2 separate regions of the Zea mays genome follow, and region 1 is linked to region 2. The links are chromatin contacts, called in public Hi-C maps. All regions are on one chromosome and are shown on one strand. The core of a region is the stretch at or near the end of the contact, and the rest is flanking DNA. Distances in the headings are between cores, read along the strand shown.

What was found. A called contact is a pair of places that touch in the nucleus more often than the background predicts.
Region 1: a contact with region 2 is called in a Hi-C map of ear, with 1.7 times the contacts expected there. The contact joins the promoter of LOC100274081 here to the promoter of LOC100278684 in region 2. A contact is called at or near these places in 2 of 25 Hi-C or Micro-C datasets (ear and leaf).

What each region holds. Positions count from the first base shown.
Region 1 is chr2:219,205,516-219,208,978 of Zm-B73-REFERENCE-NAM-5.0, reverse strand. It overlaps LOC100274081, which reads left to right and starts at 2,131. Exons shown (of 4, transcript NM_001148460.1): 1 at 2,131-2,571; 2 at 3,224-3,356. The coding sequence starts at 2,267.
Region 2 is chr2:219,038,137-219,041,840 of Zm-B73-REFERENCE-NAM-5.0, reverse strand. It overlaps LOC100278684, which reads left to right and starts at 1,780. Exons shown (of 2, transcript NM_001291592.1): 1 at 1,780-2,259. The coding sequence starts at 2,009.

The DNA of each region.
Region 1 (3,463 bases), core at 882-3,381, 170 kb before region 2:
TAAAAGGAGGGTGAAGTGGTCAACTTAAAATTTATTTCGCACACTACGTAATCTAATATGTGCCTATCCAAAACCTCTGCAATAAATAAACTATATATATATATATATATATATATATATATATATATATATATATATATATATATATGCAAGTATAATTTTGATTAGATGTGCTACTATCTCTACCGCAAAGAGTTACGTAGCCTAGTTTCTGAACTTATCAACTAGCCTATCAGCTAAGATAGAAAGATAAAACACGCAACCAAGGTATATAATATAAACCTGAAAGCTAAAAGGTGGTAAGATACAATTTCTAGTTGACCACTCCAATGTAAGATACAATTTCTAGTTGACCACTCCAATATTTTTACGAAGGTATCTCGTGCAAGCTCCCTAGTTCTGGTCGGATTCCCTCGCAATGACGTCCATGTAAGGGGCCAAACTCTTTTCGTGGGTAGCCTCGGATCTTCCCCACGCACAACTGGGTCTCTAAAATAGCCTTTCTCGAACCAAATGGGGTGCTCCTCTAAATGGTCTTCATAAAAAAAAGGAGGGAGCTATTTTTGCAGAGGAGCCAAAGCCAGAGTTAAAGTTGTTGATGCTAGAGCCCTAACAAAGAGGGTCTTAATAAGGAGAGAGAGAGATAGAGAGAGTTTTATGGATGATCATATCACATGGATAGACTTTGCTGCGTATTTTGTTGGTTATGTGGGTGTAATTGTGGAGCCCACAATCAAATTTTACCCTCCACTTGTGTATAATTTTACCTTGTTTTTTTAAAGCGCGAAGAGGGATGGTGATGATGATGATGAATGTGAATCGTGTAAACCAACTACGGTTCAAACTGGTGCTTTATATGGTAGAGGGACTTAAGGTATGTTTTGTTTAGTTGTAGATTTATAAAAAACATGATTGTAGTAGTTAGTTGCGAGAAAGCTGCTGCGAGTTGATGGTTATGGAAAAGCTAAAATATATTTGGTTGAAACAAATGTCACCTGTAAATTATATAGGAGCATGATAGCTTATAACATAGACGATAGTAATCTGGCCGGAAACATTAGGGTATAAGGTGATAATGGATTGAAATATTGAAATATATAGATTTTCATAAGTCTATTCTAATATTGTACTCGTTTGATTGAAATTCCTTATTTGTAGCAACGGATTTGGTTCAGAAAGCCGAATAAAAACACCGTTAGGATGTTTTTTTATAGAGAAAAGGTAAAATTTTGCACTAAAAATAGCCTAAGCGGTGTTTGAATGCATTAGAACTAATAGTTAATTGGTTAAAAATTATTAGCGAAATTAGCTAACTAACAAATAGCTACATAACTATTAACTAATTTAGCCACTAATTATTAGCTATAGTGCATTCAAACACAACCTAAGTCTACGATATCTTTATCTTCCATGGTAAAAAAAACAGTGCGTGCTCCTTTTCCCTCCGCATAAAGAGGGAAGTCGCCTGGACCAAGTTTTCTACTGCCGCCACTTTTTAAATATGCGATGTTTAAGATAAACTAATCAGTCCAAAATAAAATAGTGGTTGAACGTTTAAAACAGGAGGGAAATTACACAACATTAAAATCAACCGTAGCACGTACGGAGTAGCCGTACTTGCATGGCACATGAATACAAGATCCAGAACATTCTTGACTTGTTGTCAGCCTGCAGCCTGGCTGGTCCTGCCCGTGTCCGTGGCTGACAGAACAAACAGGAGAGAAAGAGAGAGGAGACAGAAACGGCGACCGTTACGGGACCGCCCGGCCCCCCGTTCCGTGCGAGCCGCCCGCAAGCGTTCAAAATTTCAAATACTGACACGGCCGCAGCGTACGGCGTCGCGAACGTGATAGCTACCGGGCGTCCCGTCCCGTCCGGCCGTCACGGGGTCAACCCTCCCGCCGCGGGCCCCGGCTGGCAGCGCCTCGCGGAGATCGGCTGGCCGACGCCCGGTCCTGCGTGTCATTGGCTGCGGAGGGTGGGTGGTGGTGTGCCGGTGCGTGCGCAGTGGGCTCTTTGAAAGAGTGTGGGGGCCCGTAAGCACCACACAGCGACCCCGCACCTTCCTTCCATTCGACTCCACACTCCACTCCCAGCCTCGCCTCCCCTCGCCTTTTTAGAGAGAGAAACCACGGCTGCCGGCCCCCAGCGAGCTAGAGAGAGAAACCAAGGCCAAGGAGCACAGCACCCCGTCCGTCCCCAGCAGGAGAGCGAGAGACAGAAGGGTGTGCGAAGGAAAGAAGAGGCGGTGGGAGAGGAGGGCGACATGGAGAGGCCGGCACCGGTGAGGAAGTCTCACACGTCGACGGCGGACCTGCTGATCTGGCCGGAGGGGGCGCCGCAGGAGTCGCCCGCCGGGGCCACGCCGCCATCCAACCGCCGGCCGCATCAGGTGAGCGCCTTCCTTTCGCTTCCCCACTGGGCGCCCCAGGTACACTGGCTGATTTGTGGGAGGACTTCACCCTGCCTGAACCTTTCTGTTCTCTGTTCGGTGCAGCCGTCGGAGGCGCTCAGGAAGGTGGTGTTCGGCGGGCAGGTGACGGAGGAGGAGGCCGAGAGCCTCAACAAGAGGTGAGCTTCCGGGCGTTTGCCCGGCCATATTCTCTTGCCAGGGTGGGGGTGGGATTTTGTGTTCTGTTCTTATTCTGTTGCCTGATGACGACCTTCTGGCCTTGGCGACCAGATCTCCCGAGATTTACGGCACAACTTTGGGCACTGTTATTTCTTTTGTATGTGCCGTTGTTGATCTGTGCTGCTGTGGGTGGAGAAATTCGTTGGATTTGAGGTTTGCTGAGATTTGCGCGCCAAAGTCTTAATTCTGTTCTTTTAGAGTTTCTTTCTCGGTTCTGCTCTATAGGCTCCTGAAAAAGTTTTGCTAGTAGTATTACCGTAATGTGACTATGGTTTAGCTGTTCATGTAATTGCCATCTCACCAACTATGTTGGAGTATCGAAAACTGATCGCATCCTTCAAAATTTTCAGCTAATAAGGTATGCTGAAGACGAGTTGCTAAACATAGTTTCGTTCAAGATCACTTGCACTGTTTAAACAACTAATACGGCTCTAGTGCACAATCGATGAATTTGTGTTGGTCACAAGTCTCCTGATTTGTCCATGTTTTGTCAAGTTCTGTATATCGTCATAGTTTCATTGATTATTAAGATTTCAGATTAGTACACGGAGGGAGCTGTGGCTCACCAAGCCGTTCCTTTTCCCCCTTCAGGAAACCATGCTCTGCTCCCAAGTGGAAGGAGATGACAGGAAGCGGCATATTTGCTGCTGGGGGCGAGGCTGAAGAAGATGAATCTGCCAATGCCTCTGCAACTCCCATTCGGACCGCTCCAAAGAATTATCAGGTACTGCTTATGTAGGTTGATTTTTACTCTGTTTTGTTTAGGCTTCATCCCTGGCAACCCTTCTGCGTTGAACTGTTGATATTAGGATTATTGTTTTATTTTCAGGT
Region 2 (3,704 bases), core at 531-3,030:
AAAGCCAGCTGTTTGGGGCTTTGGGCACGGCGGCCTGCCATGCCACTATGGCAGCGTGTTGGGGGCCGTGGCCTGTTAACTGCCATTGGACGCGGTGGTAGGCAGGCTGCCGTGCCGCCGGGTGCCGTAGCGCCGTCGCGCGCTGGCCGCTGGTGGCTTTTGGAGTGGGCGATTAGGCAACGGCGGGGAAGCGCCGCTCCACTGGACCCATCTCGTCTCGGAAGGAAGCGTGTTCCTCGTGATCACTGACTGCCTGGGACCTAGAGGAGAAGAGAACCTTGCGTTGTGGTGGTAGTGGTACACAGCATTTTTTTTTTGTCCCGTCGCATGACCGGCTGTCGCGTCTCCGATGGCGGGATCAACTTGGGTACTATACTAGGCTACTAGCCGACTCCAACCACCTGCAGGCTTTCGCCTCGCTATGCAAGGAAGATGCGACGCAGCAGGCACGGCACCACACGATGACACGATATAAATGAGAAAACGTATGGAGGGAGAGGGAGACAGAAAATGAGAAAGGATGGAGAGAGATGGTCAAATTTTTTTAGCTTCTCCGACGGGGCCCACCGTCGACACACAGTTAGCTCAACCAGAATACCTAATAGAATCGCCCGCGGATTAACTACCTGCGCCACAGTCCTACTAACTCTGCTGACGTGGTTACGCAGGCACGTGAAAAAGTCACGTTTCTTTCTACCCGCGCGCAAAAGCAAATGTTAGCGTGCAAACCACAGAGAATGATAGTACGTTCATTGGGTAATCAATCTGCCGATGAGATATGTTTTCTGGGCCGCCGAATCAATAGCGACTCCTGCGAGAGAGGCAGAGTAAAGCGAGGGCACATGTCGTCACTCAAAAATTTGTTTTTTTAGTAATTCTAAACTATTTTCGTAGTTGTTAGATTCAAACCCCACACAAGGCCACAAGTGAATGACAAGGCTCTGAAATATGAGCTTACTCTGGCCATTAGTCTTACTGTGTCGAAAAACGTAGTCCTTCTTTGGATCAAAGGATTATTTTAAACTAATTCCTGTGAATTTTGTATACTATTCCTGTGAATTTTCTGTGTTCCAAAGGAGCCCACATTGTTCATCATTGAAAGAATAACCCTATTATGCCTCTTTGGATCAAAGGATGAAAATCCTGAATCATGTGCTTTTTTATGTGTTTTTGAACTAAATTTTGTGAAATTTTTATACCATTCCTATGAAATTATTGCGTTCTAAAGAAGCCCTTAATCTAGAATAAAAAAATAGCAAAAAAAAAAAAACGCGAGAAACTAGCGAAGCCGAGTACATGTCCGTTCTGCTATAATCAACCCAACCAGCCAAGCTATTTCTCAAATCACATTTCATGCGTTATTTGTAACTCTGAAGGTCTAAAATCTCGGACTCAGGTTTGTCTAAAACGTGAAATGGCAAGTACAGACAAGAGACTGCTTGCATTCTACGAAGACAAGGCATATAATTGGTCCATCGTGAAAGCGAGGATTTCCAGCAAAATCTTCAAAGTTGAATACGCGATGCCCCGTGCTTTTGAAGCTGCATTTTCCGCCCGGCCCGGCTGAACGTGTTACGTGTGGAGTGCGTTTGGTTTTTCTCGGCTAAGCTGCCTGATAACTCCTGACAGCGCCCTGCTGATCCACTGGCTGGCCCCACATGCCTGCCTGCCTGCCTGCTAAACGCCCAAACCCCACCTCCGCCCACGCCATAAAAATAGACCGAGTCCAGTCCATGTCGCGGCGCCAGAAGCCTACGCGCAGTCGCAGAGAGACCATCCCGCCACGGCAGCAAGCGAAGCGAGCCTAGCCAGCCAAACCGGGGCCAGGCCAGGCCGCCAGGGGGACGGGACGGGAAGGAAACCGAGGCAGGCGGCGGCAGCGGCAGCGGCAGCGGTAGCAGCAGCGCAGGGCGCACGCGCTTCTCGTTTCGTGTCGCCAGGGGAAGGAGGAGGAGCGAGTGGGTTGGGGGATCGGCTGGCGGCCGAGGGTCCGGGAGCTGCGGGCGGCATGGGGAGGGACGAGATGCTACGGCGTAGCCTCGTGGCGCTGGCGGCGGCCGTGGCGCTCACGGGGCTGGCCACGGCGTCGCTGCGCAAGGCGGCGGTCACGTACGGCTTCGGCATCCTCGCCATCGCCGGCGTCCTGCTCCCGGACTGGGAGTTCTTCGACCGCGACTACTCCCAGTGGCTAACCCCCATGCCCGCCTCCCGCCGCACGGCCGCCGCCGCGGCTGCCGACCGGGAGCACGACGTCTGGAAGTAAGACTCCGCAGCCTTTCCCTCCCTCCCTCCCTCCCCCTGTTCTGTGATCTTTCCCCACGCTCTGTACGTCTGTGGAATCTATGTTCTTAGGAGGCTCGGGCAGTGCCAAAAGACTGCTGGGACAAGATTGCTCGCTCTTTTGGTCCTTCTCAAAATCAAAAGTAGTAAGATTTTGGTCGTTCTCTTTTTTGGGGCACTCCGTGTTAAGATCTTGCTTTATTTGGAACCGAGTCGAGGTACAAAACCACACGTTGCATCTTTCATTCCAGAATTTAGATGCGAGTTCGTGCTCATTAAAAGCACCTGACGGTGAAACTTCAAGCCACTTTCCCTTTCCACGATTCAGCTTCTTTGACAAAACTCGTGGTTTTTTTATTTGTCCGGAAGAGAGTTCTAATGCACGCTTGCCATACAATAGCTAGGCATGTTTCTTCATATTCTGTTTTTTTTTCCTGATAAGAGATGCATGTTGTTCTAGTAGATCGGTGAGGTACTTAGATTTGTTCCTGTTCTTGTTCCTGTGGATTCGACACAGCAGATCGAATCGAATGCATGTCGATCGCTGTATGGTCCTGAATATCATCGCATTAATTCTTCATCTACAATCATAACAATTGATGGGCCCTGAAGATACAATATGATCACGGAAACAAAGCAAATCGCTTGAATGCTATTTAGAAAAAAAAAGAATTGTCTCCCAGCAGCAGTGCCATTTGCGATAGGGACGTGCTGGCCTATAACTATTTAGTTGCAGAATAATAGGGTCGCTGGCCGGTGGCCGCCTGCTTTTAATGCTGCTATCGATCGCATAGGTTCAGCGGCATATGCTACAGCACCTGGAGGTTGGTTTAGGGTTGTCTACCAGTCTAGGAAACTTTTAGGAGTCAAAATTATGTGGATGTAAGCTTTAGTCGTTGATTATTTGCATGACCTGATAACAGTTAGCTGTTGGTGTTTTGAGCGGTGGATTAGGTTTGTAGTTGGGGCTATGAGCAGCTGAAATATCGCCTTCGGGGTCTATTTTTGTGTCTTTGGATGTATACGTTTCTACTGGTTGGTTACCAGAGTGTCGCTATTACATATATAAAGGCAGAACAGGTCACTTCTTTTGACCGGGAAAAAGCTAGATGATTTGTCTAGAGGCGACCTAACTATCTTATGTTTTAATTTTACTAAAAAAAGTTTGCAATGAATGCTTTTTTTAGGTAATGGGAAAAAAATTCTGGCTTCAGACCTCTTCATAGAAGAGGCATCAGTCTGCACTTATTACAAGACACCCCGCAGCTCACACTCGAGTTTAGACTTTAGAAATGAAAGATGACTGTTACTTTGGTGCTGCTGACTGATTGAGAATAGGACTCCAAGCATAATAGTTTTTTATAGGGTACAACGACGCCACAAACTCACACCACTACACAACACACGCACACACACGTGTGTCT